Regions from separate parts of the Gossypium hirsutum genome. Here regions 2 and 3 are each linked to region 1. A link is a contact called in public Hi-C data. All regions are on one chromosome and are shown on one strand. Each heading gives the region's core, a stretch centred on a gene start, on an enhancer-like site or on the middle of the called end of the contact. The rest is flanking DNA. Distances are from core to core; before and after follow the strand shown.

What was found. A called contact is a pair of places that touch in the nucleus more often than the background predicts.
Region 2: a Hi-C map of leaf shows a contact between it and region 1, with 3 times the contacts expected there. The contact joins the promoter of LOC107952982 here to the enhancer-like site in region 1. A contact is called at or near these places in 7 of 34 Hi-C or Micro-C datasets (anther, callus, hypocotyl and 1 more).
Region 3: a Hi-C map of leaf shows a contact between it and region 1, with 4 times the contacts expected there. The contact joins two enhancer-like sites. A contact is called at or near these places in 2 of 34 Hi-C or Micro-C datasets (both in leaf).

What each region holds. Positions count from the first base shown.
Region 1 is chrA07:29,498,958-29,502,511 of Gossypium_hirsutum_v2.1, reverse strand. No RefSeq gene overlaps it. Among protein-coding and RNA genes, the nearest start is that of LOC121204338, 19 kb to the left of the region's middle. Within about 2 kb of position 1,496, at least 3 of the 9 cell types and tissues checked have an H3K27ac peak or open chromatin away from gene starts, as enhancers often do. A contact at or near this core is called in hypocotyl and leaf, where this site is marked.
Region 2 is chrA07:29,764,418-29,767,975 of Gossypium_hirsutum_v2.1, reverse strand. It overlaps LOC107952982 (CDPK-related kinase 3), which reads right to left and starts at 1,883. Exons shown (of 12, transcript XM_016888199.2): 1 at 1,480-1,883; 2 at 632-1,298. The coding sequence starts at 1,207.
Region 3 is chrA07:29,782,491-29,786,222 of Gossypium_hirsutum_v2.1, reverse strand. No RefSeq gene overlaps it. Among protein-coding and RNA genes, the nearest start is that of LOC107952981, 4.6 kb to the left of the region's middle. Within about 2 kb of position 1,407, at least 7 of the 9 cell types and tissues checked have an H3K27ac peak or open chromatin away from gene starts, as enhancers often do. A contact at or near this core is called in leaf, where this site is marked.

The DNA.
Region 1 (3,554 bases), core at 247-2,746:
TTAACTGAGCATCAATTCAGTTAAAAAATTATGAATTATCAAAATTTTAAAACAAAAATCATAAATAAGAATTATATAAATAATTTATTTTATTTTAAAAATAAAATAAAAATTCATCCTAAGGATTTGAACTAGGGTACACAACATTCTAAAACATCAATTTTATCAATACAACCAAAAGTTAATTAACAAAATTATTTACATTTTTATTATTTTATCAATAATTTTTATTATTTTTTAAATGCATTGTTTAATTTTATTTATTTTTCACCTGCATAATGATTAGGCTGGCTAGGAAGTTTTTAGGCAGCTATATATTACTTAGACTTGTTGAAATGCTAGGCCGACATCCAAATTAAATTAGTCATCCTCTTTTTTAAATGTAACATTTGGTATTCTATTTTCATATTTAAGACTTCAAATAACAAGTTTCCAGATTTAGTTTCAAGTTAAGAGTATATATACCTTAGTGGAAAATGTTAATCAATTTTTAGTTAAGATAATATTTATAAAATGTAATATAATTGATGAATTATTTATTTAATGTAATAAAAATAACAAATTAAGTTAAATAATTTTTAAGGTAAATTATACCCAATATCACTAAATTATCAGTAAGTTTATATTTTAGTCACTTAATTTTAAAAAGTTACAAAATAGTCAAAGAATTGTTCAAAAGTTTTTATTTAAGTAATTGAGTTATTAAGTTTTTGTAAGCTCCACTAGTGAGCTCCAAGCGATGATTCGATAATTAGTATGGTGGATTAGTACCTATCGATTAGTAGAAAAACATATTTTAGATCTAAGTTGATCTAATGATTAGTGTCGGAGATTGAAGAAAAAAATTATTTAGATTTTGATTTATAATTTTTTATAATCAAAGTTGTTTCATAAAAGAAAAGCTGAATTTTTTATTAGTGTAGGTGTTGCGAACAGAAAAGGCTTTACAACAATAATTTTAACAATTTAGTGACTTTAACTTTTGAATAATTAATGACATTTTGTAAACTTTTAAAATGAATTATAAAATATAAACTTACTAATACTTAATATTAAGTATAATACCCTAATTTTTAACCGAAATCTATGAATACTAATTAACTGGACCTACTATATGTTAATGGGATGGTATTAGAAGAGCCCACTTGAGACGATTGAAGTGAAATAATGATAAAATGGGCTTTCCCCCTTGTCTATTTAAGGCCAGAACCAAAACTTCGTCGCACCCTGAAACTATTTGCAATTGAGGTGTACTGTACGCGTAGCCAATTTGATTGCCATCACCAAACAAAAGCTTCATGGAAAATGTGAGTGATGTTTGTATCTTCTAGAGATGGTGAAAGATTCTGAGAGCTGGATGTTGAATCACGAGCGTAGATTGGACCTGCAAACAAGGATGAACTAAGAATGCATCGATGAGTAAACTTCAATATCCCTTCGATGATACAGTTGAAAGGTTGAAGGGTATAATTAGTCTCCAGTTTGTAGCTATCCATCGTTTGTTAATGTCTTGGGCCATTTGGGCTGTATAATCTTTTGGATCTCAACCTTTATTATCTCATATTATACTATATACGAAAAAGTATTCAAACCACCTTATGCTTGATTAAAAATACTTACTTGTTTATGGTTTACTTATTAAATAAATTTTAAATAAAATGATAACTTTACCCTTCATTAGTTATTTTTTATTAATTTTTTATCTCTAATATTTATATTCAATAATTTTCAATTAAAAATTTAATTTTATTGAAAACCCATTTTAGCAGGAAGAAAAGTAATTAGAATAGCTTTTTGAAAGCATAGCAATTTTCTAAAGGCACAACTTATATCATTTTACTAAAATCAAAACAATTCATTGGTACATTTGCAAGATAAATCACTTTGAAAACTTCAATTAGACTTACAGCAGAAAACAGTACTGCGTATCATTTGAAAAATCGTGATTCTCTTTTTCTTTTAGTTATCTCAAGTTAAGCGTTATTAAAAAGGAAAAGACTTTTGCATAATAAAAACCAGAAAGGTTCTAAAGATCTCAACAAATCATAAAATATCTAAAAATAAATTAAACCCAAGAAAAAGTCCAAAATGTCCATAATAACAACAACAACCAGTGAAATCCATAGTACTAAACCAAAATAGAATGTGAAACCCGAGTTCTAGAGTCACCATCCTATCCTAAGTCAGAGGATCACCTGAAACAAAGCAACAAAGGCATGAGCTTAAAGCGCAATGTGTGATTTGGCTCATAATTTTAGTACAAACATACATATGTATCAAAATGTCTGATATAGTTTCATATTATATAATATTTTATACAAATCATATCTTAACGTATCATATCATATTGAATCTTAGCATATCATGTTCTATCGAATCATAACATAGCATATTTTATCCTACCATATCATGTCCTACCCCATCCGCTATACACTATCTCCGTCCAGCCAATCACACCATATAGGACTACAAGAGTCTATCCATCCAATCACACCAATTTGTAGCGATGTGCCACTAAGATATTTGCAATTGAGCTGCCATACAAAATTTGCGGTCTAGTTGCCATATAGCACTTCCTCCATCATATCATAACCCACCCTGGAACACAAATAAATCATAATCATATAGCATACTTACATATATCATAAATCATATGGCATACATACTACATATTTCATACAAATTATAACATAGCACACAATTTAAAGATAACATTTCTTACTTAACATACCTCTTAAGCTTATCCGAATACTTTTATGTATTGAAACTTAGGCCTTTCCGGCCCCATATGATGCCTATAGGCCCAAATTTTGAGTCCCTCAAATAGCCCCTAATTGAGCCCTAAAATTGAGCAAAAAGAACCACACAATCGTGTCACCCACACGACCTAAAAACTTAGCCTGTGTGCTCCACATAGTCTACCCACACGGTTTGCACAGTTTCACACGGCGGTGTGCCACACACAGCTTGACCATACATAATCTGGCCACACGTTCTACAAAGTTTCACACGACCGTGTGCCAAACACGATCTACCACATTACTTGAGACACGAACGTGTGGCAGTGGGCAGTTTTGAAAATAGCCCCTGTTTCATGATTTGTCAAGTTTCTATCGAGTTTAAGTGTCGTTTTCACACACCTGATCGAAAATACAATTAACCACACTCCTGAAACTCACAAAATCTACAATTGTTTATCAAACCCTACTCATTAATCACAATAAAACCCTTCTAAGAATGAATTTTTAAACCAAAATTTCAGAACGTATACTAATGTTGAATACTTACTCTTTAGAAACCAGTAAATAATCACAACGATTACTCCTCCAGAGGACATTGATTTCTACCCCTTTCGCCTAAAACAAAGTTAATCGCATACTAATTAAAACATAGGGAGAATCTAATCGTTAAAGTCCACTTAGACAAATCGAGCAGAATCGAACAATAACAGTAAAATAAATCACAAACTTACGTAACTATTCCTTTAACACAACCTACGCAAATCTAACAACAACTTATTGACGTAATAAGTAAACCCCCAAAGAAAGAAAATA
Region 2 (3,558 bases), core at 634-3,133, 270 kb before region 1:
CCTAGTTTTTATTGCGGTTGATGTGGCTATGGTCACATTTGCATTTAAGACTAGATGCAACAACTCAGTAGCAAAATACCCTGTATTATTGCTAGAAACCCAAGATAACTATCAAATAAAAGACAAGTATACCTTTGTCTTCTTCCAGTCTTCTAGAACAACAATCATAATCACACTTCCCCCTAGAGAAAATAAAAATGAAATGGCTAATCAATGCAAGAGGTATCCTTTTAAGCCTTGTATGTCTCGAATAGCTCATGTAACAGCCAAATATCAATGATAAGCGAAGTTGGCAGGGGCCAAGTCGTAAACATGATTATTCTAGAATTATGTCCGGCTTATGTAACTTACCTTCTTCAAGAAAGACATAATCGGCCGAGTTTAGTTGAATCGAGGAAAACAAACATCTATGAGGTGTTTGGAATGCATAATAAACAGCTATGCCATCGATCAATAACTAAAGGTCCTTCTCTTAAGACTATTTTAATGAAATCCAATTTTAAGAACAATACCTCCAGAAAGAAGCTCCAACATTAAGAAAATAATCTAAATATCTCAAAAGTTAAAAAAATTATTTAGCAATTAGCATGAACAGGGTAAGAATATCATAGAAATGGAGTGAAGAGAATACCTTAGCTTTTGAGATGATCTTAACAGCAAGGGGTTGATCCTTAAGGTCACCCTTTTTACCTCTAGCAGAGCAAGTGTGACCAAAATGCCCTCGTCCTATTTCTTTTCCAAGTTCATACTTAGCTCCAAAATTCTTGCCATAACCAAAGCTCTTATCCAACACTTGCTCCGGCTCAGTTCCAGGATCCTCAGGGATCGGTCCTTCCTTTGGCTTCCCGCCAAGACGCTTCAACAGCGACGCTTTTATGTGTTTGGCCGGCGAAGGCGGCGGGAACGGGCGCCGGAAGAATCTCCTAGGCGTGGAACCCCTTGAAGCCCTGGCCGGAGAAGGGGATACACCCGGTGGAAGCGGACTGGCAGTCACCCCGTGGGGGTAAGGGCTGGGCCATGGACTCTGGCTGGATGACCTAGCTGGAGTATTCTTAACTGATTGAAAATAATTAACAGCGCCGTTACTGGATTGCAGTGGCGTTTGCCCCCCAGGATCGGCTGGAATCACCTCTGTGACTGTTGTGGTAGCATTTGACGTCGTTTCATTTACTTGCGTTTGACTAACTTTACCGTAACATTGCCCCATCTAAAGTCCCTACCGATCACAACAAAGTCAAAAGTCTACACATCGGACGGTTCCAGCATCCTTCCCTCCTGATCTGATTATGACAAGAGATCTGATGAGATAGAATTTTGAGTGAGATATGGAAGGAAAAAGAAAAACCCAGAGAGTGAAGCAAAGAGAAAGGAGAAGTAGGATAGGCTGTGGAAGCAAATTCTATTATTTATTTATTTATTTATTTTTTAAAAGAAGAAGAAGAAATGTTTGAGGAGTAATTTGGAATTAGAGACACTGACTGAATCAAAGTGTTTTCCTTTATTTCCCCAAAATGGGAGGGAATTCTTTCTTTCTTACTTTTTTCTCTGCGAGTTCTTGGAATACAGTAGTAAAGAATGATTACTAAAACACCCCCGCATGTCATCTGACGAATCAACACCGCCAAGGTTGTGGATCAAAACACGCTAACTTCACTCATTACTTTTCGTCTTAGATTGAAACTGAGATTTAAGTAAGAAAAAAAAAGAGGCTCTCTTTCTTTCATAACCAATATTATAAAGGCTTTTAGTTAAACCCAAAAGGAAAACAACAAACGAGGACAGCGTAATTGAAGCAACTGCTCTCCCTGGCCGTATTGTAAGTGTTTACCAACATTAAGGCTCTACTTATTTACTCCAACATAATTATATGACCTGTAATCCAGGCTACATTTTTGGAGGATTTCTGTCGAGATTTCACGGCATATTTATAAAATTAAATAAATACATTGCCACCCACGTGTCTCAATCAAACAGGAGACTATTCAACCACCATTATTTTCCTCACCTAATCCCCAACACTTTGCCTTTTACTTGCATCCTGCAACACCACACTTCTTCAATTATAATATTTAGTTAAATTGTGTAGATTTAGTTCATGTATTTTTTAAAATTTAAATTTTTATTTTTGACTTAAACAATAATTTTTAAATTTAATTTTTTTGTGTAAAAATAATAAATTAATATAATAATATTATGTAATAATATATTTATCACGTCATATTTTAAAATTAATAAAATTCAACTTAATGAATTTATTAATTTAATAGTTTAATGACGACTAAAACTTTAAAATTCATAAAAATACATTATTTCACCATTTCTTTAACAGTGGGTTATATATGTACGATAACTTACCTCAGCTTTTAGATAATTGTTAAAAAGTGTTGACTTCCCAAGTTTTTTGCTAAATTCCTAAGTAAGCCCTTAATATTTTTATTAATTTATAGAGTATATTTACATACGTTAAAATAAATTGAATGGGCTCCCTCAAAATAAATTCCATACTTTTTATTTATAACTTAAATTATGTGTTATGGATTAAAAATAACAAAATGCTACTAATCAATCTTTATTTTTAAACACTTGGAATGAATTAATCATCATATCAAGTTATAATAACTGAAATTAAAAAAAATTTAGAGAATTTAATTGAAAATGTTATAGCAAGAACATGTTTCATGAAATTATTATTTTTTAGATATTGTGATTGATCCTCAAAACTAAATGTGAAAACTCGTCATTGAATTATATATTTCAAAGTTTCTCAAGAAAAAGATTGTTGTTTGTTCCTATAATTATCATATTTAAAAAGTGTTAATTGTCTTATAGTTATTTTTTATCATTACTAATTAAAAAAAGAAAAGAAAGCGCGATAAAATTACCTAAATTTGAACTTTAACCATTGGTACCAACATTCGACAACTTTCTTGTTCAAACTGCTATTCCCACACATTAAAATTACTCATACATTTATGCACTAAAGTTGAGTTGGGCCAGTCTAATTTTTCCTAATTAATACGCTGAGTCATGAAGGAGACACATTAGCATAACATTGGCCAGACATGAAAGGGAGAAATAGGTTAAATTTAATAAGCATGGGATGGGCTTTGGTTTTCCTTCCATTGTTTATGGTGACGAGGAAATTGGATAAATGTTTCAAAGTCGCTGTTTAAAAGGCACCCGTCGATGGGAACCCTCCGTTAGGTAATTGAAACCCGACTAGTCACTCTACTTAGTTGGGCCTCGATTCACGACACTTCACCAAAACCAAGACCAACATTTTTATTACCTTGGTTTCTCAATATTTCATGCCTTTCTTTTCTTTCGAAGGAAATATGGTTGAATAATTTCATGAATTTATACAAGGTAAATTATACTATTAATCACTAAATGACAGGTAAGTTTTCATTTTGATCATTTAACTAAAAAAGATTACAATTTAGTTTTTAAATTATTCAAAAGTTTTTATTTAAGTCATTGAATTGTTAATTTCTTTTTTTTTTAAAGAGTTTTACTAGTGACCTTCTAACGAAGATTTGACAATCGGTATGGTGAATC
Region 3 (3,732 bases), core at 158-2,657, 280 kb before region 1:
AAGATTAAGCAAACACCTTTCTCTTTGCCTTTAATTCATGATTTTCGAGACTATCTTTTTAGGACCCTTGTAGTTTTCTAGATAGAGAAAAAGATGTTTCATTGGGGCCTTGATGAATTCTTGAAGCCCTAAGTCCAAATTTTTCTCGTGAATGGTTGGTATGTTTTTCGTGTACAGCTTGACCAAGACTCCATAAAAAAGTTCCCACATGATGAAGGTACCTAAAAGTTCCTACTAGTAGCTCCCTTGTTAGGATTACAACCTAGTAATGACAAGGTTATAGTTTAACTTGACATCTAAACATAACCTGAGATCCTATGCTGGCTTGGCTAGATTTCATCTTAGCAAAACATTTTCAATATTGCTGCTAGCTAGCTACTTCCCATACAGATGGAAAGGGCCCATGATTTGAACCCATGTCGGGTGCCAGCAAATACGATGCCAATCTGGTTGATGGAAATGTTTTCCTATAAGTGGTTAATTAATGCATATTGAACATGATATTAAGTAGCCAAACATATGCTCCCTAATCTAGTGCTATTACAATCCAACTCATGGTAGTACATTAAAGTTATAACTTGATACCATTGCTTTGAGTTCATCTTACCAAACTTTTCCAATGCTGTTAGCTACTTCCCCATCAGTTGGAGGGGCCCTTGATTTGAACCCCCCATGTTGCGTGCCATTGCCCTTGCCATTTCCATTCTGTTCGACGGAACTCTTTTCCTATCCTTCACGTGTCTGATGCAAAAACCATGTTGGGTCCTGCACTATTTCTGTTCAAAATTAAACTTGTTGTCTAGGAAAAAGACTAAAAAATATCTCATTCTAATAAAATATGATCCATTGGTTGTTGCCATTTGAGATTTAACTTTGGGTTAATATATTAACCGTCGGCTATTTAAAATTGTATTTCATCAATCAAAATACTCTCCAAGGACTAACACCATTATATAAATGCTAGCGGCTTGATTGATTAATATCAAGTTATCATGCCAGAACATTTATATCAATTTTCAATATATAAAATTAAAGTTAAAGTAAATGAAACGCAAATTTTTTTTGTAGTATATATACTGATAAGGAATTGCAGACGTTTAAAAGTAGTGATGTGTTAAGTTTTTTGGGTTGAAAATAACATGTCATCAAGCCACTAAAGATTGGCCTGGCCTATTGTGGGTGACAGAAGTAAAAGATAATCATCATATCATTAATTGTTTTCCTTTCAATATTATTAAAAAGTTAAAAGTGGTCCAGTTGGAGAACCAAATTTTCTATCGACCCTTTTACTTTTACCTTTTTTATTTTTATTTTTATTTTTATTTTTATCTTCTAGCGTTTAGCCATTGCTTGTTCATAAAATCACTGGTAACTGGACCATACATACAGCGAGGGGTGGCATGCCGCATGTGAAAGTTGGCTTTTCCCTCCTAACTACTATAAACCATCTTTGAAGCTAATTTTCAATGATGAAAAGGGATAAAAGTTCGACCATCCCTTGTATCCTGACATAAATCTAGAAACCCACCTTGTTCAAAAACAAAAAAAAAAAATCTAGAAACCCACCATTTAACAAAAGCTCGGTGGGAGACTTGCTGCAAACAGATCTTGCTTGATGATTGTTTTCGTCATAACAAGGGTTCAGTCTTTTAGAACTGTCAGTGCTTGAGTGTTGTCCCACCCAAATGCTTAATTTAGAAACCCAATGGAGAAAGAATGATTCATCTTTGATTCCTCCAGATCATACTGCACCTTCTTTCAGACAAAACGAAATCTGCAGAACTGCTAAGTAAAAAATCTTGTACCTTCTACTTAATATCATAAAAAGTGTAAAACTGTAGGGGATCCTAAAGCTGCAGTCCAATTTCTTGACTTAGCCATTTATGTTGATACAAGATTATACACCTATTTCTTTCTTTCTTGCAACCAAGAATTATGTAAAAATGAGCAGGGAACATTGGGCATTGGGCTAATGTGGAAAACCACTACAAATATTTTATATTGGGTCACCCTTGGTTCATACAGAATCTATTCAAGCCCAAAGTTTGATCTCGGCAACTTTAAGCCAACCCTTTCTTAAACAAAATAGATTTTCAAGCCTCACCCAACCGAATCAGTGCGGGTGATGGGGGGAAGAATATGTGCCTTACCATAAATTAGTAAATTAAACACCAACTTAGTTAAAAAGAGATTCAAAAATAATAAATTTTATTGTAAGGGTGTTTATATTTTCAATAGTTTTATAATATTTTTTTTAAATTCAATTTTAAAAGAAATCTAAAAATAAATGAATGATTAAATTAAAAATTTAACTGCTGAAAATAATGTATTTTAACATATTTTAATTGCCGGTTTAATACCCGGAATACAAATCTGTCACAATGGTTAAAGTGTATTATTGGGGTTTGGAGTCAAGTTGATGAGGTACCTCAAGTGTATGTGCTTGACCCAGTATAGATGTTTTTCCTTGGGTTAAAGAGAAAATATACTAAATTATAGTCCTTCAATAATAAAGCTTCAATCCCTCGAGGATCAATAATAAAGCTTCAATCCCTCGAGGAGGATATCTTTGAAAACCATCAGCCCTTGTAAGGATCTTGTTTCAACCTTCGCCATAAAATCAGTCACAATATTTGCTTCTCTAAAAACATGCTTGAAAGTCACTTGCCATGCTTATTTACGAAGTTGATAAATTTGACACACTAAAGCCAAACAATTGGTCACTGCGAAAATGGGTTCAACATCATCATAATCAACCTTGACCTTTCTTAGTCCAGAAGACCAAGCCACATTTAACCCGTGAACAATACCCCACAATTCAGCTTGCAAGATAGAAGAAACACCAACACATCTAGTAAAACCAATCAATTACCATTAGCATCTCGTAAAAGGCCACCCCAAGCTGCTTGCGCATTTTCCCTGCAGCACCATCCGTATTTAATTTAGCCCACTCCCTCTTGGTAGATGTTAGCCTCGTCGCATCTCTTTTCTTTCTAAAATTCTGAATCCTTCATTTCTATTGATTTATAATGTCTAGCCCACACAAAACATTCACAACAGGGTCCTGCTGCGTATATCTTGCATTATTGAAGACTTGATAAGTGTTCATAATTTATATATTTTGGTCTTATTGCTTTACTTTTCATTGCTCTTAAAGTGAAACATCATGTTTTAGCTTTATTTGCATGTTTAGTGTCACATTTGCATACATTAGTATTTTTATTTTAATTCTATATGATTTAGTAATTATTAATTAATTTGGTGTTTAATGACTTTAATTAGGTGCATATGAACTTGGGATGTTGGTTTGAGAACCAATGGAATTGAAATGAATGGGTGAAAATGAGCAAAACGTGAAGAACATAAGAAGGATGAGTGGGCTGCGACTCAAAACCATGGAGCCCCAGCACCAAAAGCCCAAGTCGCAACGCCAACGCTTGTGTGACATCGATTTTCTTGCTATTTTGACTTCAGATTCAAGGCTATTTTTGTCTTTTTCAAGGACTGAAGTCCAAGCAAGTATTGTAGCCCTAACTTAGGTCAAATAAACTTTATAAATATGATCTTTTGGAGGGTTAGAAAAGAACTTTTGGCTTCATTGAAGCTATTGGGGATTGACCCGTATAAACAATAAAATTGAAAAGGTAGAGAAAATCAAACATAAATTTTACATGGAAAACTCCTCCAAAGAGGATAAAAACTACGGGCAAAGGAGGCTTCGGCTTTTCACTA